Linked DNA regions of Sus scrofa: region 2 is linked to region 1. Evidence: chromatin contacts called from public Hi-C data. All regions are on one chromosome and are shown on one strand. Each heading gives the region's core, a stretch centred on a gene start, on an enhancer-like site or on the middle of the called end of the contact. The rest is flanking DNA. Distances are from core to core; before and after follow the strand shown. Region 1 has its middle 13 kb from the start of TEX44. Region 2 overlaps PDE6D (retinal rod rhodopsin-sensitive cGMP 3',5'-cyclic phosphodiesterase subunit delta).

Region 1 (5,192 bases), core at 2,481-4,980:
CCTGAGGGGTTCTGGGCCTTATCTCCCAGACTGGGCTTTGGGATTCAGCAATTTATGATCTGCTATGGTGTGAAGCAGAAATGGGCGGGGAGATGGAGGAGCCTCAGAACAACACCCACGCCAGAAACTATGGGAAATGGTCAGCTAGGCACCTCCCTCCCCCTTCCTCCCACCCAGGGGTGGCCTGGCCGAACCGCACCCAGGCAGGGCCCAGTAAACACGGATCGCATCATCATAGCACAGACGCCAGGGGCAGGCACAGGAGTGGAGGAGGGGACCAGGAACCGGAGCAGAGTGTGCGAGCAGGGCCTCGTGTCTCCTCCCGCAAGGCAGGTGGCCAAGCGCGACTGAGATGTCCTGGGCGACTGCAGGGGAGGGGCCTGGGACGGTGCCGCCACCTGCTCCTTGTTACCAGAGCAGGAGCCCAGGTTGAGGCCTGGTGAGCAATGAGACTGGAATCCAAAAGGGGGCCGTCAGATGGGAACAAGGGCCTCTCTCTGGGAGAGAAATCCCAAGGGCTGTGCAGCGCACTTAGGCCACCACCGGGCCCTCGCCGGGCGGCCCGAAGCCAGGCGGCGACCTTTCCTCCGCTGGGACTGGTTCCCTTCCGCCGCGGAAAGGAGCAGCCCCGGATCACAGCGGAGGGCGCCGCCCAGCAGGCAAGGGGCGGCGAGAACAGCGCCGGCGGGTCGGGGGCATCCTCCACCCTGCCCAGCCCCGCTGTCTCCATGGCGACGGCGACCTCTCCGCGGAGGCGGGGAGAGCTGGAGGCTGGAGGGAGAGTTTCTGCCGGTTGCTATGCAACGGCCCGATGACGTCAGGCGATTGAGTTTGGTTCCCAAGGTAACTGGCCGGGGCAGCAGGGCCGGGAACTATTTGTGTCTGTCCCCAGAGGGTCTGCGGAGCCCCCGGGGTCTGGCGCAGCTGAGGAAATGCGCTCCTGGCCGGCGGGCAGGCGGGGGACGGAGCACAGAGGCCCTTTCAGCTCTCGGAGGCCGGCGACCCAGGCAGGGCGGGGTCTGCGCCCAAAGCAGGGCTCCCCAACTTGGCTCCCCGCTGCCCGGGTTTTCTCCCCACTCCTGCCCAGGAGGCCCCTGGACGCCAGGCTTTGTCTGACTTATAAACGCTCTCCTGGGTAAACTCCCTGAAGAAAAGCGCTTCTGTTTGTAGCAGTCTGGCCCCGCACTGTCACCCTCACTGGCACACAGTAGGCGCTCAGCATGGCCTTCCTGTGGGCCCGTGGACATTCACTCCCCTTCCAGAGTACATGAGATGCCTCTGGCACTCGGAACCCCTTGTCAGGTTGGGATCTCCAGCGCCTTGGAACCTGTCCTCCTGGCCTGGTGAGAGCAGATCAGCAGGTCAGGTTCCATAATGTGGGGGTCACAGTACAAAAATAAAATGAGAGGCCCCTTGTTCAAAAATGACTGCGGGAGTTCCCCTGTGGCACAGTAGGTTAAGGATCTGGCTTTTGGCACTGCAGCGGCTGGGGTCACTGCTGTGGTGTGGGTTCAATCCCTGGCTGGGGAACTTCCACATGGCATGAGTATGGGGGAAAAAAAGAAAAAGAAAAATGAGCGCAGGACAAGGGAAAAGCTAGGGAACAGACCCTCGTCCTGCCCACTGAGAGTAAACTGCGAGAGTGAAAGTGACAAGTACATGTGTAAACTGAGGCAGGTGGCACCAGTCACAGAGGAGGGAGGCTGAGGTTCCGAGCCGGAGAGGAAGGAGGTGAGGGACAAGACACTGCGGGAGCAGAGAGAACGTGACGGGTGAGAAGGCAGTGACCTAAATTTGGGCCCAAGACCTGGCCCAGGCCAGCCTGGGGGACCCTCGGGACTCAGCCGTGTAACTAGGTCTCAGGACTTAAGTGACACAGTCTATCCAGGCCTCTCAGGCTCCTCCCTCCTAATGGTACCTGTCACAACAGGGTAACACCCAAGCCTCTGACAGCCTGTCTCCAGGCCAGGCTGGACTCAGAGACACGGTATCTGAACCCAGGCCACAGAGAACAAGCTGAGCATCCAGAGCAGCTGTTGGCGAAGGAGCCAGGGCGCCCTGCCTGTCCCACCCAAGCCAGGCATCTGCCCCCTCCGGGCAAATCTTCATGTCTCTTATCAACAGTCTGACAGCTTGGATGGCAGGCGGCATCTGGCCTCTCTCAGAGAGTGGCCCCGGGGCTGGCTTTCCCGGGCAGTGCGTCTCCACAGCCCGATCCTCTCTTGAAAAGAGCCTCCAGCTCTCGTCCTCTCCTCCTCTCTGGACGAACCCGACTCTGTGATCTCAGTTTCACACACAGGACCTGTTCAAGGACTCACCCGGGGAGTTCCCCTTGTGGCTTAACAGGTTAAGAACCTGACTAGTATCCTTGAGGACACGGGTTCAAACCCTGGCCCTTGCTCAGTGGGTTAAGGCTCCCTCATTGCTGCAAATGGCTCAGAGCTGGCTTTGCTGCGGCTGTGGTGTAGGCCGGCAGCTACAGCTCGATTCGACCCCTATCCTGGGATTTCCATATGCCGCAGGTGTGGCCCTAAAAAAAATAAATAAATAAAAGGAGTCACCCAGGTCCACTTCTCCTCCCACCTCTCCCAGATGGTCTCTGGGAAACGATCCTGGCCCGAGGAACCAGAGCTGGTGAGCAGAACCAGCTACCTAACATATGGCGCCCAAGTGCAAAACGAAAACACAAAGCCCCTTGTTCAAAAAGTACCAAGAACATCAAGACAGGGACCGTGAGCTGTGGTGTAGGTCGCAGACACGGCTCGGATCTGGTGTTGCTGTGGCTGTGGTGTAGGCTGGCAGCTACAGCTCTGATTCAACCCCCAGCCTGGGAACCTCCATATGTCGAGGATGCGGCCCTAAAAAGACAAAAAAAAAAAAAAAAAACCCAAAAGACAAAGGCAAAAAAAAAAATCTTTCCCTGTTGAAAGCACCTCTCTGGCTGCGGGGAAGAGAATGGATTCCCCGCATGTACCTCCCACCATTTGGCACGTTAGCCCCTTGGCCTGATTGTTAGTTTCAACCTGTGTTCGTGCGGCAACTTCTCTGCTGCTTAAAGTTGGAAGCCAGCCCTCGGACTGTTTGGATCCTTACACTGCCTTGCATTGAGTAGGTGCTCAGTAAACACTGCCAGATGGATCAGCTGACACCTTTGTTTCTGCAGGGATCTTCACGAGTCTTGCTTCTCAGACACGCATCAGCACCGCCTGGGAGCTGGTAGGAACTAAAGAATCCCAAGCCCCACACAGACCTCCTCCATCAGAATCTGCAATTCTGCAGGGTAACAAGATCTTCCAGAAATTTGCATACATGGGAAGGTTTGAGAGGCACACACTTCTAGAGAGTAGAATAACCAGAGGACCAGACCAGGAGGTGTGGGAAGGAGGAGGGGAGCCAGGAGGCAGGTTTGGGTGCATACAGTGGGCTCATCTAAGGATCGCTGTTACGAGTGGCAATCTCCCTGGGTCACTGAGTCTGAGTAATAAAGCTCTCTTCTATGTGGCAGACAATGGTTTCTCAATCGTTTATATGCATTAACTAATTTAGCCTTCACTACAGCCCTAGAGAGTGGTACTATTCGGATCATTGTGTCCATACTGCAGGTACAAACACTGAGGCCCAAGGAGGTTGAGATTATTCCAGAATCTTCAGCAGGTACACACATATGGCTGTACCTGGTGTTTAGGGCAGGGTCTGTTCTGATTGGTCCCTGCCTGTCCTACTGGTTATTCAATGTTTTGAACGTTGCTCTGGTTACACAGCTGGATGGAGGAGGCAGGATCCAAACCAGTCCACTGGGCTGGAGCCGCACTCCAAATCACGATCTTTTATCCGTCTAGCGCCATCGCCACCTAGAAACAGCACGCCTCAGGGACAAGCAATGTGTGTCGAAGTGCTTCGTAAGCTGGGCAGCGCAGTATAAATGCCAAAGGGATTCCTCCGCAGCAGAAGTGAAAGAAGCCTGTGAAAATAGGAGAAGCTGGGCTGTGTGAGGGCAGAGGAGAGTCTGCTGCGGAGAAACAGGATTCTCTGTGCTTGCTCAAGGGAGTAACTGAGGCAAGAAGGAAAAACTTCCCCGAGGAGAGCTCCAGGATCCGCGCAGGGAGGCTGGACTCGCCAGAGCCCAGCAGGCGCTAAGCAGATTAGCCCAGGCGTGTCCTCGCAGACGGACTGCGCCCTCCTGATATCACCCACCAGGGGGCGCTGCTCCCCAGCCTTCGTCCCACTGGACCCCACCTGCTCTCGGGAAACTAGGACTTGGAAGGAGTCCTAGTGAGCAAGCACCAGGGACTTTGAGAAGTGGAAAAGGAGGGAAGGCAGGATGGAATGGGGGCTTATACCACTTTCAATCCCCAAAACACCCCTACGGAGGAGCTCTTGTGCCTACAGATGAGCAGCATCTTTGAGGCCCAAAGATGCTGGGTAAGATCCCCCAAACCAGGAAATTAGAGAGAAGCAGGGCTAGGTCATTTGATTCCAACCTCACTTCCCAAGGGGACCACAAGTACATGGCAGCCCGTCTGACCCCGTCCTGTTGCTGGTGTACCTGCTTCTCTGGACCCCGTTTTCTGAGTGGAGGCTAGAGCCCCTGCGGCAACTGTACTCCCACAACAGTTTCAACAGCCAGGGTTCATAAATGTAGCCCTCTTCTTGAACTTGAAACTTTTGAGGTTGTGGGCTTCTGCTTCATTGTGTCTGGCTTTCAGGAATCCCACACCTGCCACCCCAACCCAACAGCCTCCCCATTCAGGCAAAACCTGGGGTCTCTTCTGCTCCAGAATCTGGCCCTGGGCCCCCAGAACCAGGTCCTCGTCTGCATTTCCATTGGAGCCTGTGGCTGGGGCCAAACCAGGCACCCAAAGTTTTTTTCTCTGCTCCTACCAACTCCTTTTATGGCCTCTGGGGCCAGTTCCTTCTTCATAATAAGTCATAACTGGAAAAGGCCTCTGAAGTCACTGAGTCCAACTTGCGCCAACACTTTCCTTTTCTAAAGAAAGAAAAAAAAATGTCCTTACGCCTCCCGGTCTCCAGGCAGGTTCCAAAGACAAAGACAGCGCGGCAGCGTTCTGCGTGAGAAGCAAACTCCAGCCCGGGGATGGGACCTGGGCACGCACCTGTAAAGTGGGGGTGGGGGGACCCTAGCCTCTGTTTCTTCTAAGACCCTCGCCCCCAGCTCCTAGGGTTCTGCCACT
Region 2 (5,429 bases), core at 1,673-4,172, 99 kb after region 1:
AAAAGTTAAAAACAATAACAACAAACAAACAGGGTGCACGTAGGCTGTGGGAGAGAACCACTAAGCAGCCCGTATGAAAGACCAATGTTAAGGTCCCGGGTCTTGCTCGCATACATGGTACGTTCCTGGAAAGCAGTGGCTGAAGCACTTGGGCACCGCAAGATCTATCCGCTCACCTCGGGAGTAAGTACAGGAAATGTGATCCTACAGTCTGTTAAGTGTCTTTCTTCCCATCACGGAGCCAGGTTCATATTCCGAAAAAAAGGAGAGATGAAAGCAAGGCCATGCTAAAGACGTAGGAATATTTTAATTCATATGTTTTAATTCATTACGTAATAATAATATCACAGTCTATTTTACAAGTTAAATGAATGAGAATGTATGAAATAGAAATGGTAGGAAAATACTAAACGTGGGTCAGGAACATGAATTTTTCCAAAACCAGGGGCCAAAGGAAGATGTGTTGCCTGCAGGGCCCGAGGAAGAGGCAGGGAGGGTGACGGGCACGGCTCTTGGTGTGTTTGTCCCCGTGTCTACTCCAGGAAGGAGTCCAGACTCCCCCTCTGCCCTGGTCTGGGGTTGGGAGTTTAGTCTGGTCAGTGGAAGGTGGTGGCTTGAGAGAAAAAAGGCTTCTGGTTACCTACACAGAGCTGGTCCCCTGGTGGCTGCAGGTGGGTTTTGCCGTAGAGGGAATTAGGGGTGGAAGTGTCAAAAATCGAATGTATGGAGGAAAAAAGTAAACAGTTTTCTCCTTCCCCCTAAAAAAACATATTCTTGAAATGCACACACATTCTTCTCTCAAACGTAGAAAAGTCTCACTCTGGATGTGCTTACAAGAAGATCGTCGTCAAAAAACTTTGTCTCTATGATAACATTCCCGCTATAAGTAAGAAGAGAGGGCGAAAGAGTGAGTGTGTTAGGCAACAGATTTCGTTTCCACTAAGTGGTTTCAACCTGGGTCTGCTGGTGCTGGGCCTGTGGACACGCCCTCACCTATAACCTCGACTGAGGGATGTTAAAATCAGTGTCCACATGGGGTTAGACATCTAACAGGACACTTAACTTATGTGACTAGGTTTGTCTTCTCGAGGGTCAGAAATCGAAAGAGAGAGCATGTCTTAAACCACTGTATACTGAAGGCCCTTAGCAGAGTGCTCTAAGACACTGACTTTCTTTTTTTTTTTAGGACTGTACGGAAGTTCCCAGGCTAGGGGTCCAATGGGAGCTGTAGCTGCCGGCCTACACCACAGCCACAGCAACACCAGAGCCAAGCTGGGTCTGTGACCTACACCACAGCTCACGGCAATGCCTGATCCTTAACCCACTGATTGAGGCCAGGGATCGAACCCGCAACCTCATGGTTCCTAGTCGGATTGGTTTCTGCTGCGCCAGGACAGGAACTCCAAGAGACTGACTTTCTGACCACACGGAAACCTGCAGGCCCCAGGAGTGGGGCCCTTCCCTCTACAACTGACTCTAGTGGACAGCTGTGGGCTGGCTGGCCTGCATCTCCTCTGCTCACTTTGCGTAATGGCGCTGTGCTCTTCTACTGGGGACACCCCATCTCCAGTTCCTGGGGCAGTCGAAGGCTCCCTCCCTCACCTGGCAAAGGGGTGGGCACAGGATGTACTCTGGGCCAGTCAGACTCCCTCCCTGGGGCAGGATCCTTCCGATGGCTGCTTCAGGACGAAACCATCCACAATTTTCGCTACCTGCATCTTTCGAGATGCTCAGGTCTCAGCCCTACTCTTTCAACTGTCATGCAGGCCAGAGTCAGTTTCTATGGCCTACAGCTCAGGAACCCCAAAGGATACATCTGTATTGTACGGAGGGCAATTTCGTTTTTCTTGATGAGTATCTCAGTGCTTCCAAATCAAACTATTCTTGAACTGAGTTAAGGGTAACAGGAGCACTATGTTGGGTTCTAAAAAGTAAGGCATGACTTAAATAAACTAAATATGTTATCACAGACCTACTGATGTTAGTACCTGAAAGAAATCAGGCCTGGTCAAGAAGAAGTCATACAAGGGCCAATAAAATCTAAGCATATGACACGACATATGACACTATACTTTTCCAGGGTAATTAACAGCCAGCGGATATATTTTTGCTGGTAGTTAATTATAAAACAGGCAAATAAGGAACTCGAGCTCAGACTGGCCAACAAAATATAAAAAAACCCACTATACGATGATGGGTATTAAAAATACGATTAAAAATCGATTCGAGATTTACGAGGTAAATAACCTCTATTTACAGATTCAGTGTAGCAGTCATAAAGGACCTGCTTAAAGAGATGAACCAATAGTACACAGTTACTTGTGTGAATAGTTTGTTACTAGGCAATATTACTAAAACTTTTTTTTTTTTTTTTTCTGGCCACACCTGTGCCACATGGAAATTCCTGAGCCAGGGTTTGAACCCATGCAAAAGCAGTGACCCAAGCCACAGCTGGGACAATGCTGGGTCCTTAGCCCACTGCACCGCAAGCAAACTCCCTAAAGCTTTTGAAAGACTAATATCTTTTCCCAAGAGAAAACAGTAGGTGGGCAGTTAGTGACATTTTTGGGGGGAACAAAGGATGAATAATTATTCTTTGAGCAGGAAGCACAGCTATTAAAACGGTAAGCGAACCTCTGAAAAACTATAACCAAACATTAGCCTCTAAAGCAGAATCAGGACTTTGTCCGGTTTTGTTGAAAGCCCTTCAAAGGAAGTACAGAGTACCAGAAGTTAGGCAGTCAGGAAAGGGAGCAAATTAGCACAGATTTTATATACATTAGGTGCCAGTTTCCTTCCATACCATCTCATTTTATCCTCCGTACACCTCTGTGCGGGAGAATTATTAATTCTGCATTTACAGAGGAGGAGAATAAGACCAAAAAGGCCCAGAGAGGTAAAGTACAGGGTCCAAGGTTACAGAGCCAGTCAGAGTTAATCAGGAATTAAGTCCAAGGTCTAATCCGAGGTGGTTAATTCTTCCCATTCTATCCCACTGGCTTTTTCACATGACGAAAGTCAGGGAGCTGTAAACTCCAGACCCCGATACTCTTTCACCCTTTTTCTCAACCTTGGCCGCCTGCCTGCCTGCCTGCCTGCCGACCGGGACGCAAGTCCCACCAGTCTGGGATTCCTGCTTCGAGACACGGCCCACAGTTCCTGCGGCCCGCTCACTCACGTTAGCACGCTGGCTGGCATCATCTGGGACTCGGGCGCTGCCTCTATCAGGGACTGCCAGGTGTTTGTGGAGTTAGGGATCACAAAGCCAAACTCGAAGAACCACTCTGAGGGAAGAAGGAAAAGCGGGTGAGCTGGCGCCCTGCGCAGACTCTCAGGCTCCTTGTCCCCTCCGTTAGAGCAAGCCTCTTCCTACCCGAGGACCTCGGAGGAAGCCATCACAAACTCCCCGGGCCAGAGGCACAAGGAAAGACACAGAAGCCCTCTTCGGGCTGTCGGAGGCCTGCGCCCTAGGCGCTGGGGTCTAAAGGACTAGGACCAGCAACACCTTCTTGGAAGTGGGCTGGGTGTGGATTATAAACAAAAGTACAGAGTGGCCTTTTCACTTGCAATTTCAGCTCGAAGACACACACGTGCACTCTTCCACTTCACGGTGAAGTGAATGCAGAGTGGCCTTGCCAGGCGAGTCTGTACGAGACTGTATGGAGAGCACTGTACCAGGCCCTAAACAGCAGCTTCCTCGTGACCGGGTTACAGTACGCGTCAGTGACAAGGCAGCCCACCAGGCTCAGAAACCCTTTTGTTGGCTCAGAGCCCCCGTGGAGTTGCTAGCTTTGTTTTTGCTTCTTTTCGCTGGGGCTCCCCAGTCTGCCAGCCTGTAGGAACTCTATCACAAACTGAGATGCAAAATAAATGTTATCAAAGCAGTGCTCTAGTTCGCTGAGCCTTGACTTTTGTCCCTGTCACCCTAAGCCCGGATTTCAGGCATGGAGGCAGCAGAATACCTTCTAGGCATTGCCCTTTGAAGTAAACTTTTTGTTCCAGGCGAAATTTTTCCATTTGCTCTGCTGAAGAGAAGTTCAATTCTCGAGACACTGCCTTGCATTTGAGGATTTTCTTGGGAACACGGGCTGGTAAAGAAAAAGAAATATTGAAACCATTTCTGAGAGCTTCTTAGAGCTGATTTAGAGAACATGTTATCTATGTTAAATTTCAGAGAATGCCTTGGTAATAGAATTACACTTCTTAAAAGCAGAGGTCCCAAACTGGTCCAGTGCATTTGATGGAAAGATCTTCCAGGAACAACCGATTGAGGGCATCTAAAGGCCTTACCCAGCTCCTCTTATCAGGAAGGGGATGCATGGGAACCTTCTCTCTATTCTGTTCTGCTAGTTTTGTTTTATTCTATTTTATTTTATTTTAATTTTATTTTATTGTCTTTTCTAGGGCTGCTCCCACGGCACATGGAGATTCTCAGGCTAGGGGTCTAATCGAAGCTATAGCTGACGGCCTACGCCAGAGCCACAGTAATGCAGGATCTAAGCCGCGTTTGCAACCTACACCACAGCTCACGGCAACGCCGGATCCTTCACCCACTGAGCAAGGCCAGGGATCGAACCCGAAACCTCATGGTTCCTAGTCGGATTCGTTAACCATTGAATCACAACGGGAACTCCTCTGTTCCACTAGTTTTAACTCCTTGGTTTTTCTTCTACTTCAGGGAGATACAAATGCAAATTTTCTTTTGGAAAAAGGTCGAGATCTTAGTTTTTAACTTTGAGTAGGCTAATGTAGCTAATGTTAAAGTTTCAGCACAAAGTGGGTTTTGGGGAGTGGGGGAAATATGAGATAGACACTAGAAATCTCAGCACCACGTGGACTGGCGGGCTGGGCCTGTAGAGGCTGGTTCCCTGGTGGGTCTGCATTAACCTAGCTCTCCGCTGTCCATGCTCCTGAGTCATCAGCCCTGTGCAGACAAAGCGTGGAAAGTACCTTCGTGCTCCACTCCAGGGACGGACAGGTCTTCTGTTCCTTGCCAGAGTATCTTCCCTGTCTCAGCATCCCGAAGGTTCATCCAATTTCTGATCAAACATATTAAGGAAGAATAAGGCATCGGAGGGACGGACTCCTGCTTTGTACTCTAGGCATCTCAGGTTTGCTTTTATCAACTCTTATTTGTTTTTTAGCAAGTTGCCCTAAGTGTTAAGGACCATGAAAGCAAATAAGAACGTACAGGAGAGTGCAAAAGACACCTAAAGGAAGCAGCAGAGACTTGGGGAGATCTTTTTATCGACATCGTGAGAACTTTAAGACTGTACACATCTAGAAATGGCAAGAAAGAGGTAGAAAATGAACAGTGCAAAATCTAAAATTTTCCAACAGAATCTGACCAGCCAAGATAAAAACCTAAAGAAACAGATATGAGAGAAATCCCAGGAAATGACTCAGGCAGATTGCCCTCCAGCGAAGAG

What was found. A called contact is a pair of places that touch in the nucleus more often than the background predicts.
Region 2: a Hi-C map of liver shows a contact between it and region 1, with 1.9 times the contacts expected there. The contact joins two enhancer-like sites. A contact is called at or near these places in 2 of 5 promoter capture datasets (fetal liver and liver), 25 of 47 Hi-C or Micro-C datasets (alveolar macrophages, blood, brain and 12 more) and 2 of 2 datasets of contacts at active chromatin or transcription factors (alveolar macrophages and skeletal muscle).

Annotation. Positions count from the first base shown.
Region 1 is chr15:132,276,416-132,281,607 of Sscrofa11.1, forward strand. No RefSeq gene overlaps it. Among named protein-coding and RNA genes, the nearest start is that of TEX44, 13 kb to the left of the region's middle. Within about 2 kb of position 3,731, at least 53 of the 83 cell types and tissues checked have an H3K27ac peak or open chromatin away from gene starts, as enhancers often do. A contact at or near this core is called in fetal liver and liver, where this site is marked.
Region 2 is chr15:132,375,834-132,381,262 of Sscrofa11.1, forward strand. It overlaps PDE6D (retinal rod rhodopsin-sensitive cGMP 3',5'-cyclic phosphodiesterase subunit delta), which reads right to left. Exons shown (of 5, transcript XM_003483755.4): 2 at 4,951-5,039; 3 at 3,963-4,088; 4 at 3,179-3,284; 5 at 284-880. The coding sequence ends at 799. Among named protein-coding and RNA genes, the nearest start is that of PTMA, 22 kb to the left of the region's middle. Within about 2 kb of position 2,923, at least 10 of the 83 cell types and tissues checked have an H3K27ac peak or open chromatin away from gene starts, as enhancers often do. A contact at or near this core is called in fetal liver and liver, where this site is marked.